Regions from separate parts of the Drosophila melanogaster genome. Here region 2 is linked to region 1. A link is a contact called in public Hi-C data. All regions are on one chromosome and are shown on one strand. The core of a region is the stretch at or near the end of the contact, and the rest is flanking DNA. Distances in the headings are between cores, read along the strand shown.

The links. Hi-C and Micro-C count contacts between places; a contact is called where the count stands out from the background.
Region 2: a contact with region 1 is called in a Hi-C map of the OSC cell line, with 3 times the contacts expected there. The contact joins the promoter of Or67b here to the promoter of CG32036 in region 1. A contact is called at or near these places in 35 of 107 Hi-C or Micro-C datasets (the Clone 8 cell line, the D17-c3 cell line, the Kc167 cell line and 17 more).

Annotation. Positions count from the first base shown.
Region 1 is chr3L:9,485,488-9,491,433 of dm6, forward strand. CG32036 reads right to left here and starts at 3,746. Exons shown (of 3, transcript NM_168348.3): 1 at 3,573-3,746; 2 at 2,820-3,157; 3 at 2,563-2,759. The coding sequence starts at 3,647. The coding sequence ends at 2,651. CG32037 reads right to left here. Exons shown (of 5, transcript NM_001274704.1): 3 at 5,079-5,328; 4 at 4,836-5,020; 5 at 4,015-4,744. The coding sequence ends at 4,676. It overlaps Jarid2 (Jumonji, AT rich interactive domain 2), which reads left to right. Exons shown (of 4, transcript NM_140067.2): 4 at 1-1,043. The coding sequence ends at 105. It overlaps pall (pallbearer), which reads right to left and starts at 2,303. Exons shown (of 3, transcript NM_140068.3): 1 at 2,134-2,303; 2 at 1,938-2,065; 3 at 961-1,868. The coding sequence starts at 2,217. The coding sequence ends at 1,136.
Region 2 is chr3L:9,625,438-9,631,383 of dm6, forward strand. It overlaps Or67b (Odorant receptor 67b), which reads right to left and starts at 3,756. Exons shown (of 10, transcript NM_079283.5): 1 at 3,620-3,756; 2 at 3,460-3,559; 3 at 3,259-3,397; 4 at 3,004-3,198; 5 at 2,839-2,943; 6 at 2,616-2,784; 7 at 2,459-2,564; 8 at 2,296-2,397; 9 at 2,086-2,241; 10 at 1,879-2,031. The coding sequence starts at 3,756. The coding sequence ends at 1,975. Cyp40 (Cyclophilin 40) reads left to right here and starts at 3,239. Exons shown (of 5, transcript NM_168354.2): 1 at 3,239-3,383; 2 at 4,625-4,865; 3 at 4,943-5,187; 4 at 5,381-5,701; 5 at 5,756-5,946. The coding sequence starts at 4,784. CG3335 reads left to right here. Exons shown (of 4, transcript NM_140080.2): 2 at 1-1,245; 3 at 1,304-1,426; 4 at 1,476-1,884. The coding sequence ends at 1,815.

The DNA of each region.
Region 1 (5,946 bases), core at 2,496-4,995:
AAGCAATGCAAGCTAATCTACGCGTATAACGTTGATGATATACAACAGCTTATACGGCAACTGCAGGAGAAGATCAACCATAAGGCAGCCGTAAAGAAAAAGTAGCATCGTCGGCGTCGTTACTAATCGGCGGCGCACGAAAGATTCAGGCACAGATAAAGATAAGGATAGGAATTTTGATTAGGAACCCAGCGCAGATGTACATATTAAGAAATGTGTATACCTATGTGATTCGCCATCGCTAGTGAGCAGATAATTGATAATTGGGTGAAATATAGAAATGTCTACGAGTTAATCCATGGACACACAAAACACACATATTAATGCAACGTTTATCTCCCAGTTGACTAACTGACACTATTACTAACTGTAAGATAAGAGAGTAGGATCGGATATAGAGAGATGTAACTGTTCATATTTCAACGTGGCAATGCTTTCAATTTTGACTAGTTTATACATTACGTCGATAAGAAGTTTGCAATGAATTTTGTTTTCCATTTAAATTTTTTGTTATGCAATATTTACCCTCCCCGAAAATGTTAACCCCCCACCCTCCTCCCATTTGTGTTATTGTATATAGAGAGCCTTAGTGTATGTACGTACTACGTAGTTAGCTTTCGAATTAAGTCAAAGACCCTCAAAGAAACCATGCTAACGTGTTGCAATTTCTACTACCTTTTATACGCTAAGATAACGAGTAATTACCATAGCATCATAGAACGACACAGACCCAGATATCCACACACATAGAGCGCTAGTTTAAGTCACTAACAATAGCAAGGGACCGTCCCGGGATGGTTCTCTACCAACTAACGAACTAAATGAAAGCCAGAGTTACTATCGCTGACTGAAGTTGTGAGGCGGGACAACCCAAGACGTACTGTTCATTCAACCAAAAACTATACAGACGAAATCATCCATCAAGGTCAGGCGATTGCGATTACGTAAATGAGAACTTTTCACTAGATGTTCAATGTATTTATATAGTAGTAATACAATATTTAAGTAACAAGTGCAACAATAAATCTTAACGCGATATATCGAAGATGCACTGCCTAATTAATGCTACGTACTCCAGCTACACCATCTGGAGGGAAGTTTTATTTAAAAGCTATTTAGTATTGCTAATCCTTGGCTACACCTTGGGTTTTTTCAGGGCCGGTGGTAAGCAGTCCGCGCTGGCGACAGCCTGACGTTTAACAGCGCAACTGGGCATATTGGCCACCACATCCTCCATTTGGCGCTTAAGTTCGGACACTTGGGTGGTCAGTTCGGTGATGCTGGATAGGGCTTCCTGCAATCGGCGATCCTGCACCTTGCGCGACACTTCCAAGAGGCGAATCTTTTGCGAAAGTGACCTTTGGAGCTGGTATTGCTTGAACAGTTGTTTAGACATGCGATCCTTTTGAGAGGAATCAGAGTGTGATTTGCTGGCAGATATGGGGGCCAACTGAACGATAGCCTGCTGGACGAGCCCATGATCTACGGGACGACTGATTCCGGTTCGCCTTACGCCACTAAAGCTTATGTCGCCCAAGGCACTGCAAACCACAAGTCGAGCTCCGGCCGCCGTGGATTCCGCCAATTGTTTTCGGTGTTCCAATTTGAAATTCACAGCAATCTTTTCGTCGAAATGCTCAATGGCCATGGAGGAGATGTCGCGCAGCTCCTGCAGCACTTCATGTGGTCGCAGCTGTTTAGTGGAGGTGCTCAAAATGCGCAGGATGCTGTTGATCTCGTCCAGAACGCGACCAGGTATGAAACAGCAGATGTTGAGGTCAATAAACTTGGAGTACGTCATGGTCAGCATCGAGATCCGTGTTTCGATCGAGGTAAGTATGTCCGAGTGGCGGGATAGAATGTGGTTCCTGACGGGGGAAAAACCATGAAGTCATTAGAAACATCTCGATGTATCGCGAATGTGATAGGGGACTTACCTGCGTTCCGATTCCCGTCGTGGCAGCATGGATTTGATGCGCTTGAAGTTCTTGGCATGGGCCATAATGATCTTGTTAAAACCCTTGTTTAATATTTGCTGCCCAAGATAATTAAATAGAGTGCACACCTGGGGATTGGAAACGTTTAGTTTTAGTCATGGATCAGGGACTCCTGGGACGTCATTTATTAGCTCACCTCTCGTTTTTTTGCCACCTCGTCGTAGGGGAGCAACTCCAAAATGTCCTGAATTAGTGTTTGTGGCAAGTCTAACAGATTCATATTTCTCGTTTATACTTATTACTAGTTTCGAGCGGAGCGATTATAGTCGAGAATATTGCTATTGTTTTTAATAAGACTGTGATGTCAGCTCATGGAAATGCTGAAAACGCCTTGTTTAGCCACAAAATACCACAGACTAAACCATGAAAACATACCAAAATAAACATACCAAATAAATAAATATCTTACAGTTATTTTACATGTGCGTCAAATTAGCGTTGGTGAGTTTTTTATAGGTGAATTCCAAAAAATAAAAGTGCGTAAAAGAAAAGAAAAATCTAGCTACGTATGTACGATTTAAGTTTATATCAAATATGCATATAAAATATCAAATATGCAATTGAAAAAGGGGCTACCCACTCTTTGTTATAATGTTATGTTTTTTATTTACAAGATTGGGAACAACAACAACACAATGAGAACGGAAATGGATTTAAGCTTGTATCAGAAATTTGCTAGCATCATGAATATCATTTGCATAAGGTTCCAGCTCAGGTTTCTTTTTGGGAATGTAGGGATTGTGCTCGGGATCGGCATTCAAGCTGTAAGAAATACCAATAGTTTAAACAAAATAATATATACAAATTAACCATACAACTTACTGGTAAAAGTGGGTAGCCTCCTCACACTTGACATTGTACCACCAATCGCAGGCGAATTCCTTCTGGTTGAAGATGGTGCCGTTGGTGCATAGGAACTTGGCGCCCTGGTCACCTTCGCGTCCATCGTGGCACACGTGGTACGCCTGGCAGCCCGTCTCCACGTTGGCGTACATTCCCGGAGTGGCCGGCACATTGTGGCAACTGAAGTGGGTGTGTGGCACCTCGTGGTAAATCGGATAATCAACGCCCGGAACTCCAGGTATCTTGTTCAAGTCTTGCTTCTTCTCGTGATGCTGCGGGTGTTCCGGTTGCGGTGGATTGAATAGATATCCGAATTTCTGTAACCATATCAAATGTTTCTATTGCATAAGACATGCCACTGCTCGTGCCCCAATCCGGTTTGGTCTTAGTACCCCCAAATCCCCGCGTGACACAGCCTCATTATAACAATACTCGTGGATAGATATACTTTGATAGAAATATTCAAGAGACTGTAATCATATTTACTTTCAGACATCAAACTCTTCTTATGCTCAAAAGTAAATAAAATATTTGTTAAATAGTATATTTTCACATCATAAATCATAAATTTTTTATCAGTGTACACATTGAGTACATTGCATGCTACAATTTTTGGGTCAAAAGTGAACGTGGCTAAGACACCCAGAGCTTTGTCAATTGGGGTGGCACACACTCCTCCCAATCGACTCCCTAGCATAATTATACACTCGTTTTCCGATACCCAATCCTCACCTGAACTTCGATGGCCACCGCGGCTCCGACAACGAACATTAGCCAAAATGAGAAACAGCCCAGCTTTGGCATCATTATGTCGGTTACAAAAGTATCTATGTATGTATCTTTTCCGCCTACTTTGTCGCTAGTTGGTGGTAGCTTGGAGTCTTTGGAGCTGCAGAGACGACCGATCGAGTTGGGTTTGAAAATCACACTGAACTGCAGTTTTCCCAGCGGCAGCCACTTGAGCATGGAGCTTTCAAGGGTACCGATCCGATTTGTGTAACGATTACGATTTTCGCATTGGAAGCTGCCCGCCCAAGCTTTTCCATTCCCCAAAATCGGCAAATTAACTTAGCTCTGCTTCAATTATTGCCACAGTAAACGAACGGCTTGAAGCTTAATGCTCCCCTGCTCCCCACATAATTATGATATAAATAGTGAAGTATACCATTCATGTGGGAAATGCAACATACAACAATGTACGGACACGCGCATGGTTTTATTTTGCAAGATACAAATTGTTTACGCTTAACTAGCTAAAAGCGATGAATTCCCATTTCACCTGGCCAAGCTTAGATGGTACAATATGTGGATGGGTTGTGGGTTGGCAAGCGATGGGTGGTGGATGCAACTGCCTGCACGCAAAAGAAATCTAAATACCTGTTGATATAGTTTTCAAATTCAATTAGAGTATACAACAAAAAACTTGAAAAGATTTAGAAAGCTAAACAGCTTCAGTTATCTAAAAGGTTTAATTTAATATTTTATTTTATTCAATAGAAAACAAAACGGTTGCATATCACTTCACGCTTTAATAACCAAATAAGAAGTATATTTTCAATGTTTTGAAAATGTGTTGTGTATTGGTTTTAACATTAGTTTTACCTCAATTGTGACCACATTTTTTCACGGTGCATGGGCTGGATACGAATGGCTTGCAAACATGGGAATGGGAATGGATGTGCACTAAACGGTGAGCGGGCGTATGGCAAAGGTTTTGAAATGATATGCACATGGTTAGATAATGGATGCGAACCACTTGTAAACTTAACTCTTAACTGGAGATAGATCTCATAGCTGTCATATTCATAAATTCTACTACATGTTGGGTATTAAAACTAATAATTCTTTCGTCCCGTTTGCTGCAGGTCCAGTTTGTTCAGCAGATCGTCAAACTCGCTGAAGAGCTAAGCAAAAAAAAAGAGAAAAAAAACGTAATAATAAGACCCAAAAATGATTACATAAAAGCGCTCTGGGATTAGATTGCTCTCGACTCACATGGGTTGTGCCATAGCTGTCCACATAGGTCTTGCTGCCCCTGGAGGTTTTCTTGAAAGCGGGCAGCACCGGACTGTGACCATGCAGAAGATTCACATTCTGATAAGACTGCGCCTTGGCCGAACCGGCCAATGGATGCGACTGACTCTTGCCAACCGTGGGCGCCAGTTCCAGAAAATTGGGCGCTAAATTGGACGAAAGCTCAGCCATTGCTTGCACTCCTCAATCATTCCGACAACTCACCCTTCTTTGGCTGCAACTTGACCTGGTTGAGCAGCGGATTGTGCAACTGAAGCTGCCGGTAGATGGGCAGGGCGTGCTTCGGTGGCACCACCACGTGCTGGCGGCCCACCGCCTGCGGGTACAGGTACGTGGTCTCCACCGTTGGCACCTGGCGGTAGTGGTATCGTCCCTCCCGCGGCGTATACCTCCCATCCGAGCTCAGGGCGATGTGGAAGACGGTGCGCATGGGCTTGCTGTAGTACTGATACACCTGGATGGGAACATACGGTTTTTGAGTGTCTATTTGGCTCTCCAAGCTTTATGTAAATGTCCGTGGTTGGGCAACTTTAGGATACAAGTTGCTATAGCTGGTTGATACTTTCAGTACCTTAATTTTTATGGCATCTAAGCATGTTTGACTTGTTCGAATTCAGTTTTTTTTACTTTACTTACTTTTAAGAGCACAACATTTTTGAACATCTATGAAAACAACTAAAACATAAATGCATGCTAAATTCGGATTATGCTGTTATAACAATTTGTTTAAACTTGAAAAATGAACGCACGGATTAAATATATAAAAAGCATTACTAAATGATTAATTGATCTGTGCTTAATTTGCTAACTTTTTATTTCCCTCACAACCGAATTGAGGTTTTGGCATCTATTTGAAAAAAAACAAGCTATTTCCGTAAACATATTTTGGAATCCTGACTACACTGAGCAACATAATCTTTGTGTACAAGCTAAAGAATTTTCGCTTAATTTGATAGGTTGCTGATCCCTTCTAAAAAGGACCTGCTGAAGGATATTTTGCGAAAACACAAATTTACTTGAACTGCCACATTTGCCGATCTTTGGCCTAATCCCTTGCCCAAAGAACCCAAGA
Region 2 (5,946 bases), core at 2,506-5,005, 140 kb after region 1:
GCAGGACAGTTTATCCAAAGAAGATGACATCTCCGAGTCCGGGAGGATATTCTTTCGTAATCTAGCATACACTACTACCGAAGAGGATCTGCGCAAGCTTTTCGAGCAGTTCGGTCCCGTGGTGGAGGTTAACTTGCCCCTCGACAAGCTAACGCGAAAAATCAAGGGCTTTGGTACAGTTACGTACATGATGCCGGAGCACGCATTAAAGGCTTTTAATACCCTCGATGGCACTGATTTCCATGGCCGTCTCTTGCACCTTCTGCCCAGCAAGGACATCGAAAAGAATCCGAAAGAGGATTTGGATGAAAACGATGCCAGTCTGTCATTCAAAGAAAAGAAGGCCTTGAAACTCAAGAAGAACGCCCAAAAACCAATTGGCTGGAACACATTGTTTCTGGGTGCCAATGCTGTTGCAGAAATTCTCGCCAAGCAATTCAAGACCTCAAAGGAACGCATCCTGGACACAAGCGATGGTGGCAGTAGTGCCGCCGTGCGCTTGGCTTTGGGAGAAACCCAAGTCGTCATCGAGATGAAGCGCTTCCTGGAGGAAGAAGGCGTTCGTCTTGATGCATTTGATGAGCCCGCAAAGAAACGTTCTAACACTGTTATACTAGCCAAGAATTTGCCAGCGGCCACAGAGATTTCAGAGATTACCCCCATCTTTAGTCGATTTGGCCCAATTGGCAGGATTGTGCTTCCTCCCAGTGGGGTTACGGCACTTATCGAGTACTGTGATCCTTTGGAGGCGAGGCAAGCTTTCAAGAAGTTGGCCTACAGTAAATTCAAGAATGCCCCACTCTATTTGGAGTGGGCTCCCGAGCAGGTCTTTACCAAGACCCTTAGTGGAGAGCCAGTGATTCCCAAATCGGAACCGAAACCAAAGGAGGAGGTAAAGCCAGAGGAGAAACCGATTGTAAATGATGCGAAACCTGACGAGGAGGATTCTAGGGCAGAGGATGCCGATGATGAACCCGAACCGAATACAACACTATTTCTACGGAACCTTAACTTTAAAACCGTACAGGAAACCGTTGAGAAACACTTCCGCCATTTGGGTAGCATTCACACTGTTGAAATTGCTAAGCGAAGGGATCCCGAGAATCCCCGGGAATTCAAGTCCCTTGGCTACGGCTTCATTCAGTTCAAGAAGTCCTCAGTGGCAGAGCACGCTCTCAAGAACTTGCAGCTCACCCACATAGATGGTAATCCCGTGGAACTGAAGCGCAGCGATCGTGTGCTCAAGTAAGCCTCGGAAAACCGAACTTTACTTTTTCTTTGCTAATGGGATAATCTTTTCCAGAACCCAAGATAATGATGGCGCACAACGTCGACTGGCCTCACAGAAGAAGCAAACGGGAACCAAAATCCTGGTGCGAAATATTCCCTTCCAGGCACAATACCGCGAGGTTCGAGATATATTCAAGTACGTATAGGTCATACCGGTTAGGAAAAATTCTAATCCGTGCTTTTAGGGCTTTTGGCGAACTGCGATCCTTACGTATTCCTAAAAAGGCGACCACGGGCGAGGATGCGCATCGTGGTTTCGGTTTCGTTGACTACATGTCCAAGGCGGAGGCCAAACGCGCCTTCGACGCCCTAAGCGCCAGTACGCATCTTTACGGTCGTCGTTTGGTGCTTGAGTGGAGCGCCAACGACGACAACCAGGACGTGGAGGAGCTTCGCAAGCGAACGGCAGCCAAATTCGATGGCAGTCAAGCGGCCACTGCGGCCAAACGCAGTAGAAAATCCTTCTTCGATGTGGAGGGCAGTGTGCAGCCAAATCAAGATGACGACGAAGAGGAGGAGCAATAGGCCTCAGGCGTAGCTTGAAAGTGTAGAAAGAACACGATATAATAAATAGAAATTGTTATTTTTATGAACAAAACTGCACGACTCTGTTTTAATAACTGCAAGTTACTATCGAATCCGTAACCGCAATAACGAAATAGTTCCAAGTAAGTACTAGGAAACCTATTTGTTGTTCATGTTGCGCAGGAGCAGAAAGAAGTTTGCACTCAACCGAAAGACCTGAAAGTGGAATCTTAATATGGTATGAAATAAAAGACAATTTCAATACAATACCTGCACTAGGAACTTGTGGGAGAGACTTGTAAACCCACCCACGCTTAAAACAAAAGTTCGGCGTGAGAAAAGCAGCATCATTTTGATCATGAACTTGAATTCCCTTGACTCATTATACCAACTACAGTTGTACCAGTCATGGAACAGCAGTTCACTCTAAAAATACAATAATTCCTTACATAAAAATTGAAATTATACAATATAATATACCTGGCTCTCCACCTTCTGTGCACTCACGTTGTACAGAGTGATCTCCAGAGCTATGGTCACAAAGTAGACCATAATCATGCCCATCCACACCCAGCCCACTTCCTAATGAAACAATTTTTAAATAAAAAGATTTGTAAATTCTATAGCTTATCAATCAACTCACCAAAACCGTGCTGATCTTGTAGAGCAGCATGCAGATCAAAATACTGCTAACGGAACACTGAACCAGGATGATATACTTGAAGAGGTTTTCAATTTGATTATGATGGCTAAATGAAAAGTGGTTTGAAGAGTTAGTTTTAAGAAGTCTATCCTCTCACCTTGATATGCGAGCAAAAAGCCTCACGCAACATTGAAGATATTTAACTCTTTGGTCCTTGGGAACCAGGATATCCGAGGTGGAATTTTGGACCAGAAACCTTAGGACTTTTATCAGACCAGACTCATATCTGGTAAGGACCACGAAAAGGCTGTTAAAGCCAAAAACGGCTTAAGGGAAAAGTTTTTTAATTATTATTCAAGTTAATAACTTAGCAGACCCACCAAAAAAGCACCAAAGAGGACCAGATTGAAGTAAAAAGAAGCGAATCACATAGGAAGGAAATTCATAATTTCCCAATTGCAAATAAGGCACAATTGCCGGGTAAGCTGTAATATACATATATTAATTAAATCAGAATGTTGAAGTGGTACCCTTAGTTTGCCTACTCAAGGTCATTTCACAGGTATCCTTGTCCTTGATATAGCAATCGAAGATATATTGAAAGTATGGTCGCACACAATAGTATAGAACAGGCATGCAAACGATCTTGAAGAAGAACATCACCTGACGATCGATTATCATCCAATTGTTAAGCAAAATCAAACTAACTGAGCTCAGCAGTTCCTTTTTTCTCGGCAAATCTGTTTTTGAAATGTTTCGAACATATTAAAGAACAGATATCACTGACTCTACTGTCTTACCCAATTGAAAAAGACCCAGGGACTTTAATACCTCTCCAGTCTCCGTAGAAAACACTAGTTGGGAACACGATTCCACTTTGTTCTGAAAGTGAAACATCTTAACCACACCAACGCTTAATTGAAAGGTAAGCAAAACAGCCTAATAGAATATATAAAGAATTAGAAGTGCGCAGATTAGGAATAAGGCACATTAAACCAAACCTCAACGTAGGTCTCGAAGGAGATCATATAGTTCTCCATAATAAAGGCGACGAGACTGTAGATTATACTCAAGTTAACAATCAACACCAAAATGCGAGTTCTGGATAAGAAAGACCCTAATTTAACAAAAACAATCTTTATATAGTAGGTTAAGCCATACAATCGACAGTATTTCGAGCTACGCTTCCTCGGTGCAATATTAACTCCCAGTGCATAGGCACTGTACTCCACCCAGAGAAGCCCCAGTTTTGGCAGCTTGTCGATCCGCTCCAGCTCGTGATCCAGTTGGTCCTGCATTCCGTATTGATGAATCCTGTACTAATTGAAGAGAGCTCGTATCCTACGCTTTTTATGCATTTGCATTGGCGTTTGGGTCTCAATTAGGCTTCCCAAATTATATGGTTCCTTCAAAATAATTTGCTATTCGTTGTGGTTATTGTGCAACTCGATAGGAGACACAAATAATTATACAAATTGGATGGGCGTTACTCAAAAGCATTAAAAATTTAGAACTCATCGAAGGTCCATGGCTACAAAGGCCTCAAAAAAGGCTAATAATGAAATTAGTGTTAGCAATATCGAGTAAGAGGGAACATCGCCTTGACTTTTAATACATCTTTAAAATTAAAGTAATTTCTAAGCGCGAGACTTATTTACTTTTTAAGGCTTGTGTTTTGACAAAAATATATATATATATATATATATTATTAAACACTTGAATAAAAGCTTCAACCATACTGTTTTTTTGTTGACTTTGCAACAATATGCTGCTAAAGGGCAGATAATATTTCAGCTAACTCTGTAATAACGTTAAATTTACTCAAAAATTGTTACAAAAATACGTTTCATGGGTGAATCTTGCTATTTCTATATTTCTACTTCAACCTCACATCGGCAATTGTCATCAGGACATCTCAAATATATATATACAATCAACATTAAATCTTAATATTTATGAACATAAAAACAGTTAGTTGATACTTATCCTCCCCGAAATCCTATTCTAAATGGCAAAAATTATATTTCAACTAAAGACAACATTTATTTTTGAAAATTCTGTCCGTTACTTTAAATTATACATTCGACTCGAATAAGTACATTTTTTTTTCTACTAATGTAAATTTACATTGATTGTCTTGCATTCGTTGTCTACTGCGAGTTGCAGGTGTTTTGCCGTTATCGCCACACAGTCACACTGTGAAATAAGGTAAACAATTTTATTCGCAACTCAGAAATCGGGTGATAATATCAGTTTGAACTAGTCTGGAGTACTTGGCGGGCAGTGATAAGTCACATCAGCCAAGGCCCGCCCCTAAGGGCAACAATGGAAGAACGCAAGCTGCTCCGCGCGGTGAAATCAACTAATCCACTGGTCTACCTGGACATTTCCATTGGCAAGGAGGATGGTGAGTGGAATCTGACCATTGCCATGCCAACCAACTAGTTGAATCTGTTACTCACACGTACATATATAATGTCACAGCGGGTCGAATGATAATTGAACTGCGCAAGGATGTTGTGCCGAAGACAGCGGAAAATTTCCGTGCCCTGTGCACGGGCGAATGTGGTATCGGTACTCTGGGCAAACCGCTCCACTACAAGGGCACAAAGTTCCACAAGATCAAGCGAGTCTTCGTCGTCCAGAGTGGGGATGTGGTGAAGAACGATGGAAGCAGCGGCGAGAGCATCTACGGACCAGTTTTCGATGACGAGAACTTCGAACTCTCAGTAAGTTCCATTTTACAAAAAGAGGTCACGGATATCTCCACATTCTTTTTTCCAATAGAACCGCCTATAAATGCATTAAACTATTTTCTTTAATACTTAAATACTTATACTAAGATCAAAATTTTTTGACATGAATGGCATCATTCATGCATATCTTTTATAACCATATCATATAACCGATAATCTCCCACAGCACAACGAAGAGGGCGTGGTCAGCATGGCCAACTACGGCAAGCCAAACTCCAACAACTCGCAGTTTTTCATTTCCGCCGCGGGCTGTGAAAATCTGAATGGAACAAACGTAGTCGTAGGTCGTGTTTTACGCGGCCTGGGTATCGTAGCTGAAATGGAACAAAACTGCACTGACGAGGGCGATCCCACGGCGCCGATCGTGATACGGGACTGCGGAGAGATAGCTCACAACGAGGACTGGGGCATCGAGTGCAACGACGAGACGACGGACAAGTTGCCTGCCTATCCCCAAGACTGGCCGCGCAAGCTCGACAAGTTCACAGTGAGTTATGGTTACATATATAATCCGTCAATATCACTACTTGTTGTGCAACAGGGAGATGGGGCGGTGGAACTTCTCACGGGCATTCGCCAATCGGGCAATCACTTCTATCAGCTTGGACGCTATCACGAAGCACGGGCAAAATATCGCAAGGCGAATCGATACTATCATTACCTGAGCAGACAGTTCGGTTGGCAGCAGCTGAATCCTCTCAAAAAACACCTTGTAGATGAGGATCTGCTCAA